2 separate regions of the Gossypium hirsutum genome follow, and region 1 is linked to region 2. Evidence: chromatin contacts called from public Hi-C data. All regions are on one chromosome and are shown on one strand. The core of a region is the stretch at or near the end of the contact, and the rest is flanking DNA. Distances in the headings are between cores, read along the strand shown. Region 1 holds the start of LOC121210147 (homeobox-leucine zipper protein ATHB-6). Region 2 has its middle 16 kb from the start of LOC121210379.

Evidence for each region. A called contact is a pair of places that touch in the nucleus more often than the background predicts.
Region 1: a contact with region 2 is called in a Hi-C map of leaf, with 1.5 times the contacts expected there. The contact joins the promoter of LOC121210147 here to the enhancer-like site in region 2. A contact is called at or near these places in 3 of 34 Hi-C or Micro-C datasets (callus and leaf).

What each region holds. Positions count from the first base shown.
Region 1 is chrA11:51,078,259-51,083,919 of Gossypium_hirsutum_v2.1, forward strand. LOC121210147 (homeobox-leucine zipper protein ATHB-6) reads right to left here and starts at 3,892. Exons shown (of 3, transcript XM_041082322.1): 1 at 3,244-3,892; 2 at 2,814-3,172; 3 at 1,950-2,733. The coding sequence starts at 3,304. The coding sequence ends at 2,275.
Region 2 is chrA11:51,044,863-51,049,993 of Gossypium_hirsutum_v2.1, forward strand. No RefSeq gene overlaps it. Among protein-coding and RNA genes, the nearest start is that of LOC121210379, 16 kb to the left of the region's middle. Within about 2 kb of position 2,624, at least 3 of the 9 cell types and tissues checked have an H3K27ac peak or open chromatin away from gene starts, as enhancers often do. A contact at or near this core is called in leaf, where this site is marked.

The DNA.
Region 1 (5,661 bases), core at 2,642-5,141, 35 kb after region 2:
AGGATGGATGATCGTACTAGATCAAAGAATCATATTTAATTATTTGTCTAAGATGCATAAATGTATAGAACCTAAGGGTGTGCTTAGTTGAGTGGAAAGTGAAAGCATGAAACGAGGATGTGGAAAAGTAGAAAAAAAAATTGAGTACGCTTGGTAGGTGAGAAAAGTGAGATGAAAGAAAATAAAAGAGATGACTATTTTTAATCCGAATGCATAAAGCAATCCATTAAAATGGAATTATAAGAGCGAAAAAAACTGAGAGAAGGGTGTATAATAGTTCAAAATTATACATTTTTTAAAAAAAATTCCACTTTCATTTCTTTCATTTTTCAACTCTACCAAATAATAGATGGAAAAAAAATTCTTTTAAAATTTCCATTTTCTTACTAAGCAAAACTATATAAATAAATTTTCTTTTTATTTTTCTAGCCTTTTAAATTTATTTTCACTCTATCAAATCTAAAAATCCCTTGAAATATCTATATAAAATAAAGATTGTATATGAAGAAGCCATTATAAACCAAAATTACATCTTAAGTGTTAATCTCTTTACCAACTCTAGGTTTCTCCAACATTTACAATGTAACTCGTGCTGGGATTTCTACTATCCTCTTAAAAGATGTCTTAGGAGCTAGTCACTGTAGAGTTTCACATTTGTAATAACATTTTGGTGCTGTAACTTTATTTCAAAAAGTAAAAGTTTTAAAACAAGCTCGCAAAATTCTCAAGTTGGATTTATATTATTTTCTTAAGCGACACTTCTTTCTTTAATTCAATCTCAGTCATCTAAAATGCTAAGCTCACATGGGTAGGAATCCAAAGATTTGGAGTCATCACAATAGGAAGCTTGCCAGCAACTAGGAAACAACTTAGTTGTTAAGGATTGTTTATATATAGAGAGAGAACACCATATTATAGATAAATTGTGCTATTAGTACTTGTATTATATGTAAGTTATGGATTTAGTCACTATACTATGATTAAATTTGTTCTAGGCCATATACTTTTTGAAGTTTAAAATTTTAGTCTTGATCAAATGATAGCAAAGACAAATTTATGGGGTAGCAAAGTCCCTAACCCTCACAAATTTTGTAAAATTTCCTTTAAGCCCCTTTGAGTTTTAAAATTTTTTATTTTGATATTATAATTAGTGTCTAAAAAAAGCTAAACTTGTGTTTCACCCAAAGTTTTTTTAATTTGATTTCTTTCATAGAATTGATAATTTTTTTATTATAAATGTAGTAAAATTTTTAGTTTAATTTGATAAACTAATACAAAGTAATATCTAAATATTAATTTGATAAAAATAAAGTTTAATAATTGCAATAACTAAGTAAAAATAGTATTTAAATATTAATTTGGAAAGAATAAACTTAAATAATTACAATATCTAATTCAAATTGAGTATTTAACTTATTTTATTTTTCCTAAATTTTAGTAATTAAGATATAGTTTATAAAAATATCCCACCCCTATCGACAATTCTAGCTTTGCCCCTAAATCGTTCTCTTATTTTTAAAATTTAATGTGACAAAAATATTATCTCATGTGTAATACCATGTTACCATACACACACATAAAAAAAAAACAATTAGTAGATTTCATGATAGCCATTTGCGTTAAACATTAAAATTTCGAAATTTGAAAAATATAACTAAGAATGAACCAGTTTAAGAATACGAACTAAATCTATAACTTTACACATAATATAAGGCTAATAGCATAATTTAATCAAATAAATTTAACTACTATTATTTAGTCAAGATTAAAATAAAAAATTAAACAAATTAAAATTAATCAAATTAAAATAGACAAATTACAGTTGTAATAGCAAAATTTTACCCCATTTTATCAGAATGAAAGTTGAAAAAATACCAAGGTCCGGCCAAAGTTTTCCAACTTTCAAGAACAAATAGAGCTAAATTTGTTTAAAAATAAACACAGAAATCTTAAATTAAAATAATCTATTAACTCTGAATTTGGAATAACTGATTAAATTTTTTCTGCATAAAGAAACTACAAAAGAAACCCAGGAAAATGATAATTGATAATAACTATGATGATGATGATGATAATTTTGATTTTTGATTTTTGGTTCGCTCCATTTGAGGGAACTGAGGACCTAATCAAGATGCCCGTACCCACCTCCTCATTTTGGCGTAACCTATCGCCATAGCCTCCTACCACCCCACTTGAAGCCTTCTCCCAACCATTTTGGTACTTTTATTTGTTTTTGCATTTTTGGTTAGATCCCGTATTACATGCATGTTGATTTTAGTTCCAGTGTTCAGGACAATACCAATGAAGACTTGGAGCTTCTTCATCTGAGAAGAACTTGCAAGCTTCATCTGCACTGAAGAAATTTTTTTCTTCCATCTTCACAAATTGCTGGGGTTGGAAGCACTTCATAGAAGAAGATGAAGAGGAGTTGAAATTGTGTGAAGGGGCTGTTGTCGGTGACATCCAAACATGTTGGCTTTGTAGAACCCCAGATGAAGATACACCCACGTAGTTCGAGCCGTTGTTGTTGTCTTCATTCAACACAGCGCTAGAGTCACTATCTGATGAACCGTCTTTTAAGTCTAGGAAAAGGTTGTTCTTCAAGCTCTCATACTTCACTTCTACTGGTGCTTCACTTTGTTCTAGTGTTCTATTAGCAGTTTTAGTCACATTCACCTCCTCCTTCACTGAAACATTGTCCTTTCCATTCAGCTTTGCCTTCACCTCCTCTATCTGCATCATCAACCGGAAAAAATGAAAAAAAAAAAAACTCTAATCATCCCAAGTTCAAATCCATGAAATAAGCTTATTACCTGTTTAAGAAGAACTTGATTATCATGCTGGAGGTTATCATAATTGAGCTTAAGAGTTTCATATCTGTTTTTGAGAAGCCCATAATCCTTCTCCAGTTGTTTGGTCTTCCACCTAGCACGGCGGTTTTGGAACCAGACAGCAACTTGTCGAGGTCGCAAGCCAAGTTGTTGAGCTAGTTTCAATTTTCTTCCAGGATCAAGTTTGTTTTCCACCTCGAAATCCTTCTCCAACGCCTTCACTTGATCTACATTCAATCGCCTCTTCTTTTCTGCAACATACCCTGATTCTTCCACGCCCTCTTCTTCATCTAATCCATCTAAAATCGACTGAAACTCTCTACTGTAAATCTGGTTGTCATCTGTAACAAAACAAACCTAAGTACATACATAATTAAGATACTAAAACAGGGTATTATGAGTGTAATCGGACCTGAGATTGGGCAGATGGACATCATAGCACCCAAGGAATGTGAGCTGCCAACTCTTTTCATGATTATTGATGAAAACAACACTCTTTAAAAAACAGATCTCTTCTTCTTAAGGTGACCAAAGGATGTTTGTTATGGATATTGCCGGACTTTCTGACATGCAAAAAGAGAAACAAAAAATTCTTGTACAAGGGTGTAATATGATAGTTTACAACTGTATAACAACGACCATTGTCCTCTCTCAATTACTTCCCCATCATATTTCTTCTCCTTCTTCAACACAGTTCCCATCCAAAAACAAGAAGAAATGGAAGCTACAAAAACCAAACAAGCCAAGCTTCCAAGAAAACCAAAACACCCTCCAAAACCCAAACCTACAAGAGAAGAAATTACAAACCTGTCGTGTTCTTCAATCTCTCCTTGTTTTTCTCTACATTTTTACTCAATCAAAATACAAATAGTCTATGACTGTTCATCAAGAAAAGCCAAAAGAAATAGTTTTTTTTCTTTTCTTGTTTTTTTTCAAGCGAGAGAGAGAATAATGGGAAGTTATCAAATTCAGAACCCAGCTGCCTTAACTGGTTTCTTTGGGTTTCAATATAAACAAAGATAGATGATATTTGGGTTAGAATTTGACTGGAGTTCGGTACACAGCAAGGTTGGGTAAATTGCAAATTATATTTTTTAGTTGTTTACCGAACCGTCAGATATTTGCATATTTGTACAATATTAAAATTTGAATATGATACTTATTTAAATTAGATTTTATCTTAATGGTAAGTAAGAGATCATGATAACTTTGAGATTATCCTATGCTTGTGGATTGATTTATAATTTAATTGGTATAAGTATTATTATCAATGTAGAAGGATGTGAATTCGAGTACATTTTTTTCCTGAAAAATAAACTAACTTAAACGCAGGGGCGAAGCCAGAATAAATATTTAGGGGGCAGGATAAAATTTTAATTTTTTATAGTTTATATTTTTATAATTTGTAAATGATTAAATCAAATTTTTATAATTTTAGGGGGGCCAAAGTGTAATTTTACCTTCGCTAATTTAAAATTTTTAAAAAATTTTAAGGGCCAAAAGAACAAATTTATATTTTAAGGGGGCCGGCCCATGCCAACCCCCTGGCTTCGCCCCTGCTTAAAGGAGAATAAAATCTAAAATATTATCTTTACTCGACAACAGCTTTTGAATCCTGCTTGATTTCTTCGTTTAATCCTTGGGATTGATCCCTCGCATATGAGTTTCTATATTGTCGTGCCCAGCAAACAAAGATCTTGATGGTCTCTGTTACACTCCATGTTATGTCTTGAAAAACTAATAAGTTCCTATTCTTCCATATACGCCATGCGACAAGTACAAAGTGGGTTAACCAAGCAGTTTTAGCCCAGGACAGCCATTCGTTGTGCCTTAAATTTTCCTCCACCTATTCAAAAGTATTACTAGAAAAAAATTGTGATTGCTGGTTTGGAAGGACAATGTTCAAGTAGATTTCTTTTGTTATTGGGCAGTCTCTGAGAGCATGAGTAATTTCTTCAATGTTTTGTTGGTAGACTAGGCAAGAGTTGTTGTAGCTGAGTCCTCTTCTTGCTCTTTCTTGGTTGGTGAGTAGCCGCTACTTGCATGTTAACCAAAGGAAGAAACGAATGTGTTGGTGGGTCCTAGATATTTCCAAATTTCCTTCCACCTGTTGTCCCTATTCCATTATCATTCGGTAAGCAGATTTAATCTAAAAATTTCCGTTAGAGGCGGGCTTCCGTTGAATTTTGTCTTGACCTGCTAACTGATATGGGGGAGGTATATTGATAATTTTCTGCACTATTTCTTTTGTTAGGTTTTCCTTAAAGGCTTCAAGATTTCAGACTCTTTTCGTTGTAACCATGTCTTAGAGCAAGCATTCACTTATAGGTCTGTTTGGATTTTGAACTTGTTTAATTAGCGGCCAACTGTAGGGACCCAGTTATTATTCTGGTAGTGTATTTTTGCTCCGTTGTTGACCGACCAGTAGATGTTATCTTTCAGCATAGGCCAAATCTGCTCAAGTGCTCTCTATAGTGCAGAGCTATTCCCTTTTTTTATACTTTCTAGAATTACCTCTGTCAATCTATATTTTGACCGTAACACACGCGTCTCCAGTGCATTTTGATTGGATATAAGGTTAATTCATACTTTTAACAGGAAAGCTTTATTTTGTTCATGTAAACGCCTTAAGCCTAAGCCTCCATGTGTACGAGGCTGGCATATTGTTTGCCAATCCATAAGTGCTACTTTCCTTCCTTCTGTATTAGATCCCCAAATGAATTGTCTTGCTAAATTTTCAATTTCATCACACACCCCTTTTGGTATTTTCATGGATTGCATGAAGTAATTGAGGATAGTTAAGAGTACTGATTGAACGAGAGTAAAGTGT
Region 2 (5,131 bases), core at 1,374-3,873:
AACGAATTTCCTATGCCAGGTGCATCATCGAATTTCACAACGCCCACGTCGATGAGTCTTTCAACTAGCCTTTTGAAAGAAAGGTAATTCTCTATCGAGTGTCCCACTGTTCCCGCATGGTATTCACATTGAGTACCTGCATCGTACCATTTGGGATATGGGGGTTGCAATAGCTTTAAGTAGACAGGGGATACAACGTGTACATCAAATAAACTTTTGTACAACTCTCGGTATGTTATTGGAATAGGAGTAAACCGGAGCTTCTCTGTGCTTTGTTTTGTATTGGGCTCCTATCTTGGTGAAGCTTGCTGACCCATGGCCACTACCTTCAGTTGGTTTACTGTAATTGGTTTTGCATAACTCAAGCTCACATTGCTAACTTCATCTTCTCTCTTCTTCAAGGCCGACCTCCTGGTACTTTCCCCAGCCTCTATCTTTCCGACCTTATCACATTTTCTATCATCTCACCAGACATCACTATGTCTGCGAAACTCCTAGTTGTGTTTCCCAGCATGTGATTAATAAAAGGTGCCTTCAAAGTATTAATGAAAAGTATAGTTGTCTCTTTTTCCAACAGCGGCGGTTGAACTTGTGTAGCGACTTCTCGCCACCTCTGGGCATACTGCCTGAAACTATTTTATATACTTTAGATCACTTTTATAATCATCCTCATTTTAAAAAACCTCTCAAAATAAGGAAATATTTCGTGTTTGAAAATTCAAGAAATCGTGCCCTACCGTGCTGGGTTTCGATTTTTCATTCGACTGAATAGCTGAATAACTTTTGAAATTTCGTCCATGTTTTCTTAAATTAAAATGAGGCAATATTTAGTCTTTGGAAATTTGAGAAATCGTGTCCAATCGTGCTGGGTTTCGACTTACCGTTTGACCAGATAGCCAAATATCCTTTTGAAATTTCAAATGCATGAGTTATGGAAATTATAAGATGATCTCATATTGAGGGTTTGAAATGTTGTGTCCTATTGTGCTAGATATGATATTGTATTCCTTCTAAGCAAGAGAATCTCAATATCCAATTCAAGTTATCCAAACGTTTTAAAGGAATTGTATTTTAAAATCTTTTTCAAATTTTCAACATTAGGACGTTAATTGATCAATACAGTACCAATTTTGGACGTTGCGAGGGTGCTAATCCTTCCTCGCACTTAACTGAGTCCCGAATTCGTTTTCTAGTTTTTCATAGACCAAAAACGTTGTTTTAATAAACCGAAATATTTTATTAAAATGATCAATCACAAGGTGACCTGATCACACCTAAACAAAAAGGATTGGTGGCGACTCTATTTTCGTTTTAAAGTCGACCTCTATTTTTCAAAATAAAAATGATTTCGACAACTTTTTTATATTTGTTTGTTTGTAATATAAGACTCAAACTTATAATTTTTCTCTTTTTCCTCTTATTGTTTCTTTCCTGAAAAAAATAATAAAAGAAAATGAAATAAAAAACCTAAACACATAAAAACACTTGTGGATAATGACATGATGATATGCCATATGTTAACATGCCAATTGAACAGGGAAAATAAACACAACAAAAAATGTAAACTATAACGATGAAACATAAACATATCAAACAATTTCAATGAAACAAATAGATGCAGAAAAATGGAATCAACCACCATTGCACACTGAAAATTAACATGTAACAAAATTTGACTAAACATATAATCAACCCAAAAAAAATACAAAACAATAAACGCAAATAGTACATTAAATTAAATAAGCGAGCAAAAGAGCGACTCTTTTTTTTTTGAAGAAAAAACATATGGTTAATCTTTATGGACCTTATGGATGAATTTGAACGTTAAAAACCATGTCCCAAATCAACCTGGGTTTTTACTGTTAACATCAATTAACCTCGATTGTCAACTTCTTTTCCTTAATTTACCAAAAAAAAACTTTCACTTCATTATTTTCCTATGAAACAAACAATAAGGAAAACAAAAAAGAGAAAACTTACAAGTTTTAACCTTATATTGCAAATAAATAAAAAATATTTTAGACTAATTACAAAAAGGTTATTAAATTTGATCAAAAGTAAAATATATATATATATATATATATCATGTCGGCAATCTATTAGTGGATTAATAGAATTTTTAACTATAGTGATTAATTCAAACAATAATATTAATTAGAGCAATTAAATTGATAAAAAATTTAGAGCGATCAAAATAAAAATAATACTATTTATAATGATTTACCATGTAATTTACCTATATCTTAAAAATAAATAATAAAAAAATATTGTAACTTAAAAAAAATTGATTAACACATTAAATTTCCTGTATCATTTCCAGTTCTAGCTTAGCTTAGCTTTGCTTTTGGTTTTGGCTTTGCTTGGCTGCAAACTTTGATGTGGATTAATGTGACTACTGTGGAAAACGACTTTGCCTTATTGCGGAAAAGGGTCCACCATCACATGCATGCTTTTCTTCCGATACCTACACCGCACTGCATAAATCTATAATATATATTATATAGCGTACGATTTGTATGTAACATTTAAGTAAAAGATAAAATAGCAACAAAGGTGAGATGAGATGAGATGTGATGAACCGAAACTTAGTGGCATTATTATGCAGTAGCTGCGCCCCCAGTCTAGTGTGGGACACTGAGGACTATTAAGCTGCAAATTTTTGCTGCTCCGTCAGAACTGCATACTACTGCACTACCTGCTTGTTTGCTACAAGACAAACAACAACCTGCCAAATCCCTCCTTTGGTTTGGTTTGGAGTTCTTCATATTTACTAAAAATTAAAATGTTCTCCTTGTAAATCATATGATATTTAATTTCGGTTTTAAATATATTTTTAGTCATGGCGAGAAGATGAAATTAGTTTGGGGGGTGGGGAAGCCAAGGACAAAGCAACGCAAAATTACAAAAGCAGGTCCTGATGTTATGTTTGTAGAGAAAATTTTAAACAAATCTACTGCTTCATTTTACCAGCTATGGGGTGAAAAAAGAAAAGATAAACAAAAGAAAGTTTGCTTTTATTTCATATTCCAAACGGTGGGCCAAATGATCCTATTGGCTACGTGCATGGATGGTGTTTTTTCTTTTTAGCGTTATTAGTGTATGACGTGGACTCCATATTTGTTTATGACATCTGTGTTATGAGAGAAATAAAATATAACTACGAGTATTAAATTTATTCCAAGTTTGAGTTATTCGTTTAAATTCAAAGAATCATCTTTAAATTCAAAGATTCATCTAAAGATGGAAGAATTTGAAAAAAAAAAGTCAAAAAAAATAAAATTAGTCAAAAGTTTAAGCTCTTCTTCTATTCGAGTACTTTTTTTCTATTTGAACTGACCATGAGCACATATTTTTAGGCTTAAATTTGGTATGGTTATATATATACATAATATTTATTCAATATAATTTTTATATTTACAAAATTTAAGTCTATATTATTTACTTTCAATCTAGCCAAAACTTAAGGATGAAGCTAGAAGTTTATATTTGGGAGGGGGAATTAAATTATAAAATTTTAAAAGGGTTAAAGTATTATTTTAGAATTTTAAAGGGATTAAATTTAGATTTTTTTCATCTTAGGAGGGTACCAAAGTATATTTTTACCATTATGATACGTTACCTCAAACGATCAACCGAAATAGCTAAGAGGGGGTGAATTTACCTTTAAAAATTTTGTGGAAGCAAGGATAAGAAAATGAGACAATGAACACGACGATTTTAGAATGGTTCAGCCCTACCTACTCCACTACCTTAACTTTTCACCACCAAGAATTTTTCCAAATTCACTAATTTGATGAACCTTTGAGGACAAAGTTTAACCATATAACTCCCTTAGGATTTTGAAATTTTAAGACACAAACCCTCTCAAAAGAGCAAACAAATAAGGAAACAAAGAAATAATCCTAACAAAATTATAATGTTTGCAAATGAAGCACACACACAATAAAAATACTTGAGCTAAGAAAATACAATGAATGCTCACATGTATTTACAAGAGAAAGATGAAAAATTGAAGCACAAATAGTTGATATAATAAATTTCTTGATGTTTCTTGATAGCTCTTGATCTCTTGTAATATCTCTTATTATTCTAGAAGTTTTAGAAGTTGGTATTTATAGCCTTTCATTGATTTCCAACCGTTGGGGTTGTTGGGAAAATGAATTAAGCCATGGGAAGTGTAAAAACTAGAGAATTAATGACTACTGCAACAAAAGGTATCGATACATTTGAAGGAGGTATTTGAATGCCTAAATTCAATGATCGTTAAGCCTATAGTATCAATACAATAAAGAATGTATCGATACTTGCTATGAGGTATCAGTAACTTGGGGAGAGTATCGGTACTAGGGCAATTTTTCTTTAATTTTTAAAACATAGAACCTTAAAATGGTGTCGATACAAGGATAAGGTATCGAAACTATCAAAACTTTGTTACGGGTATCGATACTTTTGATTTTTGCTAAATTTTTGTAAACTTCGAAGCTTAAATTGGTATTGATACGAGACAAGGGTATCGATACTTGGGTTAGGGTATTAATACCCTATAGAAGGTATCAATACTTTAATCATTGGGAGTAGTTTTACACTTAACAAAAATGTTTGAAAAAATTGATTATCATTTTGAACAAGTTGAAAATATTTTCTAAGTGTTTGAAAGATAGGTTTTAAAATTTATCTCTTAGAAATATTTTGAAACATATTGTCACTTGAAATTTATCAAGTTTTATTCAAAAGCATTATTTTTTTTATATCTAAATATTTATCAAATAAAGTTTAGCTTAACATGATGCGATCTTCTAAATAAGGGAACCTGGATGGCATTGAAAGACTTTGATTCGATAAGGAAAGTTTTGTACAAAAAAATATGTCATTTTAAATAAGGAAAGTTTTCTCCAATTTCTAGCTATACCTGTAACACCCTGAACCCGAGGCCGTCGCCGGAGTCGAACACGAGGTGTTAACAGACTTCAAACCACTTAAAAAAAATTCCCAGACAAGCTGCCAATCTGCGTACTAGTCTCTTTAAAAATCATATCTTGAGTTATGAAACTCGAAATCCAGTTCCGTAAATTTTCCCTGAAACTAGACTCATATGCCCATCCACATATTTTTTCTAGAATTTTTGGTTGGG